2 separate regions of the Rattus norvegicus genome follow, and region 2 is linked to region 1. A link is a contact called in public Hi-C data. All regions are on one chromosome and are shown on one strand. Each heading gives the region's core, a stretch centred on a gene start, on an enhancer-like site or on the middle of the called end of the contact. The rest is flanking DNA. Distances are from core to core; before and after follow the strand shown. Region 1 holds the start of Ets1 (ETS proto-oncogene 1, transcription factor). Region 2 has its middle 370 kb from the start of Ets1.

The links. A called contact is a pair of places that touch in the nucleus more often than the background predicts.
Region 2: a Hi-C map of liver shows a contact between it and region 1, with 3 times the contacts expected there. The contact joins the enhancer-like site here to the promoter of Ets1 in region 1. A contact is called at or near these places in 2 of 12 Hi-C or Micro-C datasets (hepatocytes and liver).

Annotation. Positions count from the first base shown.
Region 1 is chr8:39,361,430-39,366,649 of GRCr8, reverse strand. It overlaps Ets1 (ETS proto-oncogene 1, transcription factor), which reads right to left and starts at 3,223. Exons shown (of 8, transcript NM_012555.2): 1 at 2,863-3,223. The coding sequence starts at 2,944.
Region 2 is chr8:39,732,576-39,737,795 of GRCr8, reverse strand. No RefSeq gene overlaps it. Among named protein-coding and RNA genes, the nearest start is that of Ets1, 370 kb to the right of the region's middle. Within about 2 kb of position 2,690, at least 1 of the 93 cell types and tissues checked has an H3K27ac peak or open chromatin away from gene starts, as enhancers often do. A contact at or near this core is called in liver, where this site is marked.

The DNA of each region.
Region 1 (5,220 bases), core at 1,974-4,473:
TAAATCTTTATGAGACCCAAGAGAAGTGTGCAGTGGAGCGGTGTGCCCTACCTCGCACCTGCAAGGGAAACTGAATGCCCATGTCATCCTAGAGTGTATATTAATTTGCACTTGATGTTGTCAAAAAGGTCAGACTGCAAAATAAAAACCAGAGTGAGTAATGGTTCTTGGTCAAGTCCTAGCTACAGAGAGGCCAACAAATATTCCAGGTGTCCTGTCTCCAGTTTGGACCCTCAGACTTCCCACTTCATTTCTTTGATTCTAGGAATCTGGGGAGGGAACAGAAAGGAAGTTCTGGTTTAACCTCTGAGGTAACATCACCACACGACACAAGTTGTCTCCACTCGTGAGAAATGGAGCACTACAAAGAAAAGCCATGATGATAAACACTTCAGGTCCCAGTTGTGCACACGACCCCATGCTGCGAACAGTCAACCTTTGACACAGATGTCCTATATAACCTGATGGGCCAGGTAAAGGTCTACTTGACATCTACTTAATAGCCTTCTTTCTGTTAGCAAAAGATACCAGTCCTGGCTAGGGTTTCCTCCATCTCTGCACGGAAAAAAATTCTAAGTCTCCATGGAAGTTTCCTTGCTGAGCCAACAAAGGTAACTTGCAGTATCACTCACTGCATGTCCCTGACGAGTCAGAAACGGATTCATCTTCCTGCAGCCACTGGCTCCTTGCAAAATTTTGCCTAAGTGTCTTTAACTTTTCCGTGTGCCTCTAGCATATCATCTGGGGTATGGGTGCAATATTTGCATCAATGCAACTACAGTCCAGGAAAAAAATGCTTTAAAAAAGTTATAATAATAAATCGTTGCTGTTTATTTTGTCTAAGAAAGTATCAGATATATATAGATGATATATATTATATATAGATTAATACTATATTATATATATGTGTGTGTGTGTGTGTGTGTGTGTGTGTGTGTGTGTGTGTGTGTCATCCTGAATGGCAGAAGACAATTTCTTGGACCAAATGAAATTTTGTTGCTTTGTTGCCATGAAGTTCGGTGGCTTGGAAACTTTCCTCCTTTTAATTTTGAGAATGGATTTCACTATATCTTGAATACACTACGTAGCCCCCAGGTTCACTTCCAACTTGCATTCCTTGAACACCTTTTTGACTTTTTTTTTTTTAAAGCCACTGTAAAGTCACTTCAAATAGTGAAAATGGACTGCAGCAGAGGCCTGCCTAGCTCTATCTTACTGGTGGAGCAGCTCAATGAAGTTCCTCAGACACAGTTCGTTTTTTTTTTTTTTTCATCAATAACTGAAGTAATGGAATCAAATGCTTTCAAATCCCACATACTTGATATTAAATTACCAAAACACACGCTTCGGCTATTTGGTGTGATCTAAAACACGTGCGGCCAGGGGCTCGCTCTCACTCGCTGCCAGCCTGAAAGGTCCACTGTAGGTATGTGAACTGACAGAATACACATGATGTTTCCCAGATCCCAAATCTGTCTCTTCCCCATAAACATGCACAGCGCGTATAAACAAGCCATTCTTACGGAAAGGGCCTATTAGCTGAGTTCATATCCCTTCCCTGTGAGCTAGCCCTTCCCTTCTGCTGTATGTGGTTTCAATCCATCGTAACACAGAGAACTCCTGGCTCCCTCGAACACCCCAAAACAACCTTCGCGGCACCATTTCTATCTGTAGCCCTGGGTGCCTGAGACGTCTGCACAGCGCTAGGAGAGACCCCCAGCTCAGCCTGGCTCTGACTGCCACCACACTGTGACAAGCCCAGTTTTTGTACAGAGCAATCCTGCCCTTGAATATCAGGAGAGTCTCTGGAAGGGATGGGACCCAAATGCCTCTATTAACACTTTGAAGTACATCAGAATGTCAACACCTCATCTTGGCTTGTATGTAAAGTATAAAGAACAGGTTAAATATGCAGTTCTTCCTGGCAGAGGCAAGGATCAGGGACAGCAGCAACCCTTACGGCTAATCAGACCCAACAGAGGTCTGTGTCTTTGACAGCTGATTATTTTCCAAAACGTATCCCCTTCTCCCTGTATCTCTCTACATCCTTTCACCTCCCAAGTCACCTTTCCTTGAGACCAGTTTCCTTTCTAAAAGTAGGCACACTCCCTGACGCCCTGCTAGCTTCAGGAATCCTGAAGAGTTGACTCCATCTGTGGAACACTAAAATTCCCTTCTAAGACAAAATTCGATGTCTTTTCTCTCCCTCTCCTCTTCAAATCCTTTAAGCCTGCTAAATGAAACCATGAACCAAAGACACTAAGTCACATCTGGTTGGTGGATGCTTTTCTTCTTCGAGGACCTTTGGTATGGGAAGCCAAACTGAACGGGGAAGGAATCAGACTTTCCCAAAGTTTAAACAGATTCATTTTATTTCTCCTCCCACTACCTCCTCCTCAACCTAGAAAAGAGGGGTGAGACTCTAAGGTTCTTATGACAGGGGAGCTCAGGATACAAGTGCTGGAAGGCCAGGCAGCTAGCCAAATACCCTTTCAGCACTCCACAGGACCCTCCCATCAAGCTCCAGTACTGGGGAGACACAGTTGGGAGGGGCATGGGGGTGACCTGAGAGGCACTGTCAGGCCCCCTTGCTAACATTAAGGAATACTACCAGAAGGTTCTCGCTTATGTGGGAAAATTGAAACACCGGAATTGGGGCACTGGAAATTCTATAAGCTTTTTCCCATTAGTCACAAAAAACGCAGCTGTAAAAATAAATAGACCACCACCACCACCCCCAAAAAACCCAAGGGTCTCAGGCCACCAACAGTCTCCTGGTCTAGACATCCCGGGCTCCTGAGAGAGCAGCGCAGGCCAGAGGGGACACGGAGCTGGGGTGGGGGCCTCACTGTCGCCACTCACCCGGGGATGGGAAAAGCTCCAAATCCACTTTTTCTGTCTTGATGATGGTGAGAGTCGGCTTGAGATCGACGGCCGCCTTCATGGTGCCGGAGTTGAGGGGGCCGGCGGGATGAGAGCAAGTTTGCTGTAACTGTTGTTTTGCTTTTTAATAGGGATTTTGAACTCAGGGGAAGGGGACAGAGCGCAGCCCTAAAATCTCAAATTCCCGCTGATCGCCCGGCAGAAAGGTGCGCGCCCAGCCAGTCGGCGCGAAGTTGGCACTTGGCGGAGCAGAGAGCGCGCTTGGGTCCCAGCCTCGCCCGCGCCTCGCCCGCTCGCTCCTCTGTCCCGGGCGCTCGCTCACTCTCTCGGCTGGCCGGCGCTGGCGCAGTGAGGCTCGCCTCCGCTTTAGGGCGTTCCTCACCGAGCCCAGGCCCAGGATCCCAGCGCCTGCCCTGCCCACTCGACCGGGCGGCGGGGATGGGGCGGCGGGGCGGGGCCTAGCGCCTGCAGCCAATCATCACCCGCGTTCCAAAAGCGAAAGGAAGGGCGGGCGAGCCTGGCGGGGCGGCGCCGCTCCAGCTACTCTGCGCGCGCCGGGCCAGAGCCTCGGCCCACCGCTCCGGAGAATGGCTGGCGAGCGGGTCGCTGGCGTGCAGAGTCTCGGGAAAGTCCGTCTGATTCTGCACGCATTCTTAGAGGCTTGGTCACCCGCTGCGGCCCCGCTCCAGTAGCAGCATAGTTTTCCAAGTGCGTGTACATCATTCATTCACAAAGCTTGACACACAGGACATGAGGCGTGGGTGCGCAACGAGGGGCGCGTGCGGGGGGGCTTCCACAGCGGGGGGGGTCCTGCGAGGATTCCAGCCTAGACGTGACTCAGAATCCCACCCGTGGAATGGATGGGCAAGGCAAGGACAGCATTGCTGAACAGAAACCTCAATCGGCTTCACTAGCTCAGAACCATGCCTATTGAAGATCCCAAAGACTCAAAGTTCCAAAGCTCCTGGATTAGCCAAGGGAATCCAGAACTTGTAACTGTGTTTTAATTATTCTGTTTATATATATATATATATATATATATATATATATATATATATATATATATATATCAAGATGAGTGAGAATAACCGATAGATAATTTGCCGCTGATAGCCATTATACATCGAGATAGTTGGTATAAATGAACAAATCTTCCAAGGCATGGTACCGTAAGTGTAGCTGAAGCCAGCAAGGTATTGACATCTACCTTTGAATAAAAGACAACGTAATAAATCGTCCTGAGAGACCTCAGGGAAAGCTATTCTTAGTACTGTTTCCTGATTTCTAAGCATGTGTTGAACTGCTACCACTTGCCTGCAACTGTAACTTCTGCTCCAGTAAACTTATTCACACCTGCTGACTTTTAGCTAAGCATGTTTTGCCCCTTGGAGCCTTAGCAGTGTACGGGATTCCCAAAACAAATCAGGCGGGTGGGGTGGGGACAGCAATAGAGTGTCAATCTCTGGGTCTTGGTCACATCTCCCATCTCCACCCTTCTTGGGTGACCAGAGGAAAATATGTGTATGTGATAATCCTTGTTTTGTTTTGGTTTGGTTTTTTGAAAGAACAGACTGTTGCTGTCCAGCTGTGTTTCTGCAAGGTATGAGAAAACAATGCTGACCTCCAAATGACAAGAACAGACACTTCAGAGCCTGGGAAAAGCTTAAGGAACCAGCTGATGAATGAACTGTACGTTCACACGCCCAAATAAGCAGCAAGGAAAAGAATTTTGGACTATCATGTCTGTAGAATTGGACAAACTAAACAGTCTCTTTGGGGAATTTTCATTTTGATGTTGTAGTCTCATGAAAACGCTGGAGAGTTTTCAACTGTTTGCAAAAGCGGTTTCCTCAGATTTCCTCCTCCCTCACCCCCCTCCCCTCGGCCTCTTTCTCCACTAAACTAGTGCTTAGTTCCACGACCATTGACATGCAAGCATGTGGGACACTAAAAGAAGCCCACCACAATCCAGCATTTTCTACCCTGGCAGCAATGAGTGAACGTGTTCATTGTCATGCTTCCACGATGACCATCAAATGTTGGTCTTCCTGTTCCTAACCGTGTCCTGGAGTGCAGAAGCTCAAAATGTTCTAATGTCCAAATCAGAGGATGTGATTGGGACAATTCTGATGGCAAATATTCGAAACACCTGAGGTCCCATGTGTGCAGCAGGATCTGGTTGAAACTCCCCGTAGGATGAGAAGCACTAAGAGAGATCCGATTAAGATATGTATACATTTTGAGGACACCAATCCTCCGATCAGGACTGTCTGTCGCTCACTTAGTTAATGTTTGACAAGTAGAATTTGCATTCTCTTTATAACACAAGTGGACTTC
Region 2 (5,220 bases), core at 1,441-3,940, 370 kb before region 1:
CACATTGATTAAGAGATGGGTCATTGGGGACAATTAAAAGATACTATCAACAGGACCGGACAGGGTGACAAGCTACTGGTCTCCTGCTGCCAAAGAAGAAGTCTCAGGGAAACTGGAACACTGTTTCCAAAGCCAGTGGCTATCTTACTGTCAAAGCACTGTCCTCTGACAACTTGGTTCCTGTTGTGCCCCATGATTAGAACAGTAAATTTAAAAGGAGGCAGGAGGAAAGGCTAGGTGCAGGGTTAGGATGCTCACCGGCCAAAAAGTCAATGCTGCGAGTCACCAGACACCTAACCGTGAGCATGAGTGCCCGTGCCACTGACTCCAGCCACAGTGTTTCCAGTCCCTGACAGGAGCTCCTCTTTAAAGTCTTATTGTTGGGCTTTTGTAGAATGGACATATTTTGATAATCAAACCCCTCCCTGCCAATCCTTGAGTAGCACAACCAAGAGTTCTCTTTTAAGCTTTGGTTCAGTTGGTAAAGGGCTTGTTATGCAAACAAAGACCTGAGATCAAGTCTCCAGAACCCAATATAGCCTGGCATGTTGGTGTGAGTCTATAATCTTAACACCCCTTTTGTGAGATGCCGGTAGAGACCAAAAATTCTCTGGAAGCTATAGCATGGGCCAGTTGATCTTATGTACACAGTAACAGTAATGAACAATGAAAAGGTTGTGTCAAACAAGACAGAAGGTAAGACTATCACCTGAGGTTGACTTCTGGCCTTGACAGGCATATCCATAGGCTAACTATATAAATTACATTATATAACTATATAACCATATAACTATATGTGCGTGTATGTGAGTGCTTGTGTGCGTGTGTGCGTTGTGTGTGTGTGTGTGTGTGTGCGTGCGCACACACGTGCGCATGCACCAAGGAACTACTTCCTGCACCCTGGAGGCTATAAATTATCAGTCAACAGAGTGTATATATCATAATGTTGAACATAAAGTCTAAACATATGCTCTCATGAATTTCTACCAAGCCATTGACCCTCTCAGCTTAGTCATAATTTGGTGTTGTATGAAACCGGATGTAAGGTTTAAATCCTCAAGTAGGTGACGAGGAGGCAACTGATAGCATCCAGAATGGAAATTAAAGTAAAAGTAACTTTCTACTCCCACTTATCTCTGTTTCCATCCCGGTACGCCATGTGAAAAATTCTTAAGTGCTTTGGTATATTCTAAAATGATATACCCTTTAAGAGGCCTGTACTTGGGCTCCAGGGTATTTGCTGACTGGCCAGGTGATGTATAAATCAATGTTTTACAATTTGATATTTTATGGGGTGATCGTTGTTGATCATTGGCACTGCCTTGCCACAAAAGTTCTCCTTGCAATTCTAGGCCGTAACTCTCCAAGTTCATCTTCTTCGTATTTACATGTTCAGTAGGTTAAAGGAGCATGTCACAGAATAGAAGGGTGGCACGTGTGGAAGCCTACGATAACATCAGTGGCATATTCTTGCCAACTATAAACCAGTTCCATTTCCTTCCAGCCCTTCATTGTCTACGTTATTTTTTTTTCATAAAATTATTGAACATTTTTAAGTAAAGGAAAATTCTTAGGAACAGCATTTTGCCTGTTTCAGTAGCATAGGAATCAGAACACTTGTAGTATAAAGTCTAAATTCTACATCTGCTGGTTTCACATTAGACAGTTCAACCAACATGGACAGAAAATATTCAAAGAGTCATGTGTCTGGAGTCATCATCTATAGCATCTTTGTTTCTCCCTAAAATGTATAGTGCCACATCTGTTTATATAGCATTTATACTACATTAGTTCTTTTAAATAATCTAGAGAAGTTTTAGAGTACAGATGAAGCTAATGAAGGCCATATATTATATATTTATATAATATATTGTACTATTTTCTGTTATGGACTTGATCATCCTTTGATTTGGATATGTGTGAGGATCCTGGAGTGAGCTCCATTGATCTAAGACAACAGTATTTCTCTTGTATCCCTGATTTACCATGTCATACATCTTTTTTTTTTCTATCTTTATTAACTTGAGTATTTCTTATTTATATTTCAATTGTTATTCCCCTTCCCGGTTTCCGGGCCAACATCCTCTAACCCCTCCCACTCCCCTTCTATATGGGTGTTCCCCTCCCAATCCTCCTCCCAATACCATCCTTCCCCCAATAATCACGTTCACTGGGGGTTCAGTCTTGGCAGGACCAAGGGCTTCCCCTTCCACTGGTGCTCTTACTAGGCTGTTCATTGCTACCTATGAGGTCAGAGTCCAGGGTCAGTCCATGTATAGTCTTTGGGTAGTGGCTTAGTCCCTGGAAGCTCTGGTTGGTTGGCATTGTTGTTCATATGGGATCTCAAGCCCCTTCAAGCTCTTCCAGTCCTTTCTTTGATTCCTTCAACGGGGGTCCCATTCTCAGATCAGTGGTTTGCTGCTGGCATTCGCCTATGTATTTGCTGTATTCTGGCTGTGGTCATACATCTTTAGAATACATTTACCCATAATTTTTACTCCGAAGACTGTATAACAGAGGTAAATATATAACCCATAGTTAAAAATTAAGTATCTTCCTTCAAGAGTAAATACCCAAGACTGGGAAGTGCAAATATATGAAATCAATTTAGAATGATCTTTGATCACACATCCTGTGCATTGCCAAATCCAGTCAACTAGCTTGACTTAAGCTTGTACCACATCCAACCTCTAGGTTCTGTCTGGTGCATTCATCTTGTGCCCAGGTCCAGTCTGGCCTAGCCTAGGACACACATCTTTGCACCCATCCAACCTAATAACTGTAGCTTTCATCCCTCATCAAAGATGCTTCTGTTGATAGCACATGAATATCATGACAGTAAGCCACAACTGGTCAAGACACAGGGAACAAATGATGGTGTGGTACTTACTCAGTACCAACTGATACGTCCACAACACAATCCCTACCTCTGAGGTTAAGCAAACATTTTAAAAGACCAAGTAGAAAGACTGTAAGTACCAGAGACCCTGATATAGAGATAGTATGTCTTCTCTATATGACAGGAAACCTGCACCCACAAAATCTCAGTATTGTAGCTGCCTGAAGTTAACCAGCACAGGGATAACAATAGCTGATATGCTATGTGGATGAGAGAAGTTTCACAAGGTCCCACTCCTAAATGACCTACAGGCAATGACCATGGAAGAGAGGGAGAGTAAATCTTCCCTGGATTGAACCCCACAGTTGGTTATCAATGCAAAGTGGTTAGCCCTAAAACCATATATATGAGAACAGCACTATACTAAGTGTAATCACTGGGCTATGTGTGTACATGTATTCTTTTGAAATACATGTGTATGTTTAAAGAAAAGTAAAAAAGGCCATAGCTTTAGATGGAACATGGTAGGATAGAGTTGTGCACACTCTGAGAGTACTAAACACTATACTCAGATGAAATTCTTTTTAAACAGAAATTAAAAGACATTATCTTCCTTCAAAAGTAATATAAAACAAGGAGGGGCAAACACTGTCCAAAACTACCTGGGAATCAGCAAAAGATTCAGACTTAAGGCTTTCACCTTGGGAGTCAGAGTGATGCCTTCTTATTCCTTAGCATCAGGGAAATCAGGATCCTGTGGAGGTGGACTACAGACTCTGGAGCAGTGAGCAGGGCAATAGCCTGCTGTTTCACACCACATGTCTAGGTTTCTCTGCCTCTTTCCCTCTGTAAACTGAAGAATGGTTTGCACCTCATATCATACAACTAAAAGCAAACAAGTGAGAGTTCCAATGTTTCAAATGTCAATAGGGAGGGTGCCCTCATGGGCCTACTGTTTAAAGTGGCTATGAGGTAATGAACATTACATCTCAGAGATTCCTGACCAAAGCATAAATCCAAACAAACAATAATGAAAGACCGAGAAATGATGGGTTGAGACTTCTTGGTTATCTCCTGACCTCAAAATGAGTTGTAGGTGTTTGCCTCAAAGACGAGAACAGATAATGAATAAAACATGTCCGGAGTTTTGTGTTCAGAAAATGTAACAGCTTGAATCTGATGGCTTTCAGACTGATCTGAAATACGGGTTTCAGCTCATGTGCAAAGCTCTTCAGAGATGCATGGTATTGCTGCTCTGTACTGCAGCTTGCCCTGTGCATGTGGGAGCTTTGAGAACAGTAGGATAGAATAGAATGCTCTTAAAGAGAAAAGGAGAAAGAAGAGAGAGAAGAGAAGTTGAGACCATATTCTGTGTGAATTCTTAAAGTGAGCACCCTCGCAAGAAGCCTCAGTGAAGTGAGAATTTGACATTTATTTTTGAGCCAAAAAAATGATTGAAAAATGTTCTTCAGATGCTTCTGTAAATGCCCTCCGATTTACAGACTCTGATGTGATTGCGTATCAAAATTACCATGATTCTACTTTGTTCGATGTTAAGTCTTCTTACCTCAGGAAAAGCCACATTTCATATACTGAAAGTGAGATAACTGTTTGGAATTTTTCCATCAAAAAATTATTTTATTTCTCATATGTATGAGATTTTAGATTTCCCCTTATGTGAATTCACAGAATTCTGATCTGCTTGAATTGCACTTGCTAGTTAGTGAAATTCCAGCAGGTGTCGCTGTAACACTGCTCAAATTCAACATAGTCCCCCTCACTGGCAAGATGATCAAGAGCCAATTCAGGGTTTTTGGTTGTGATCTCTCTAGTAGCAAAGTTCTTTACCTCAGTTAGAGTCTTGACAGTCTCCAATCTCAAGAAAAGTTAGTCAGTAAGGACCTTAATTCAAATCTGAATGTTTGGAGATCACCAGAGAAATATATAATCAGATTACAAGTGATCACATACATGAGAAAAGCAATTTGGTAATAGATTCCTAGCCATAGGTTTCAACTGTTTTATGCAGCTTCATAAAATGCCCTTGGCCCATTCAGTGTTTTAGTGCCCTGAGGCACAAAGTGCATTCAACCCACTGATTTTGCCATTGACTCATCTATCAAAAATTAGAAGAAATTTAAAGTGCACAATACAATAATACAAAACTCCTTATAGAACTATGATTTCTTAATGTTATAATATTTGAAGTTTTACTCTCTCCCATGAACCCTATGTTTTGAACTTCTATGTTTTATGATATAAAAACACCCATCTCAGAGATTTGTGGGGCGAGCAAACCACATACCTACATGACAACACTAAATAAAGCGTTGTGTTTACTTTAATTAATAATAGCATTATTGTCATTAAGAGTGGCTTCT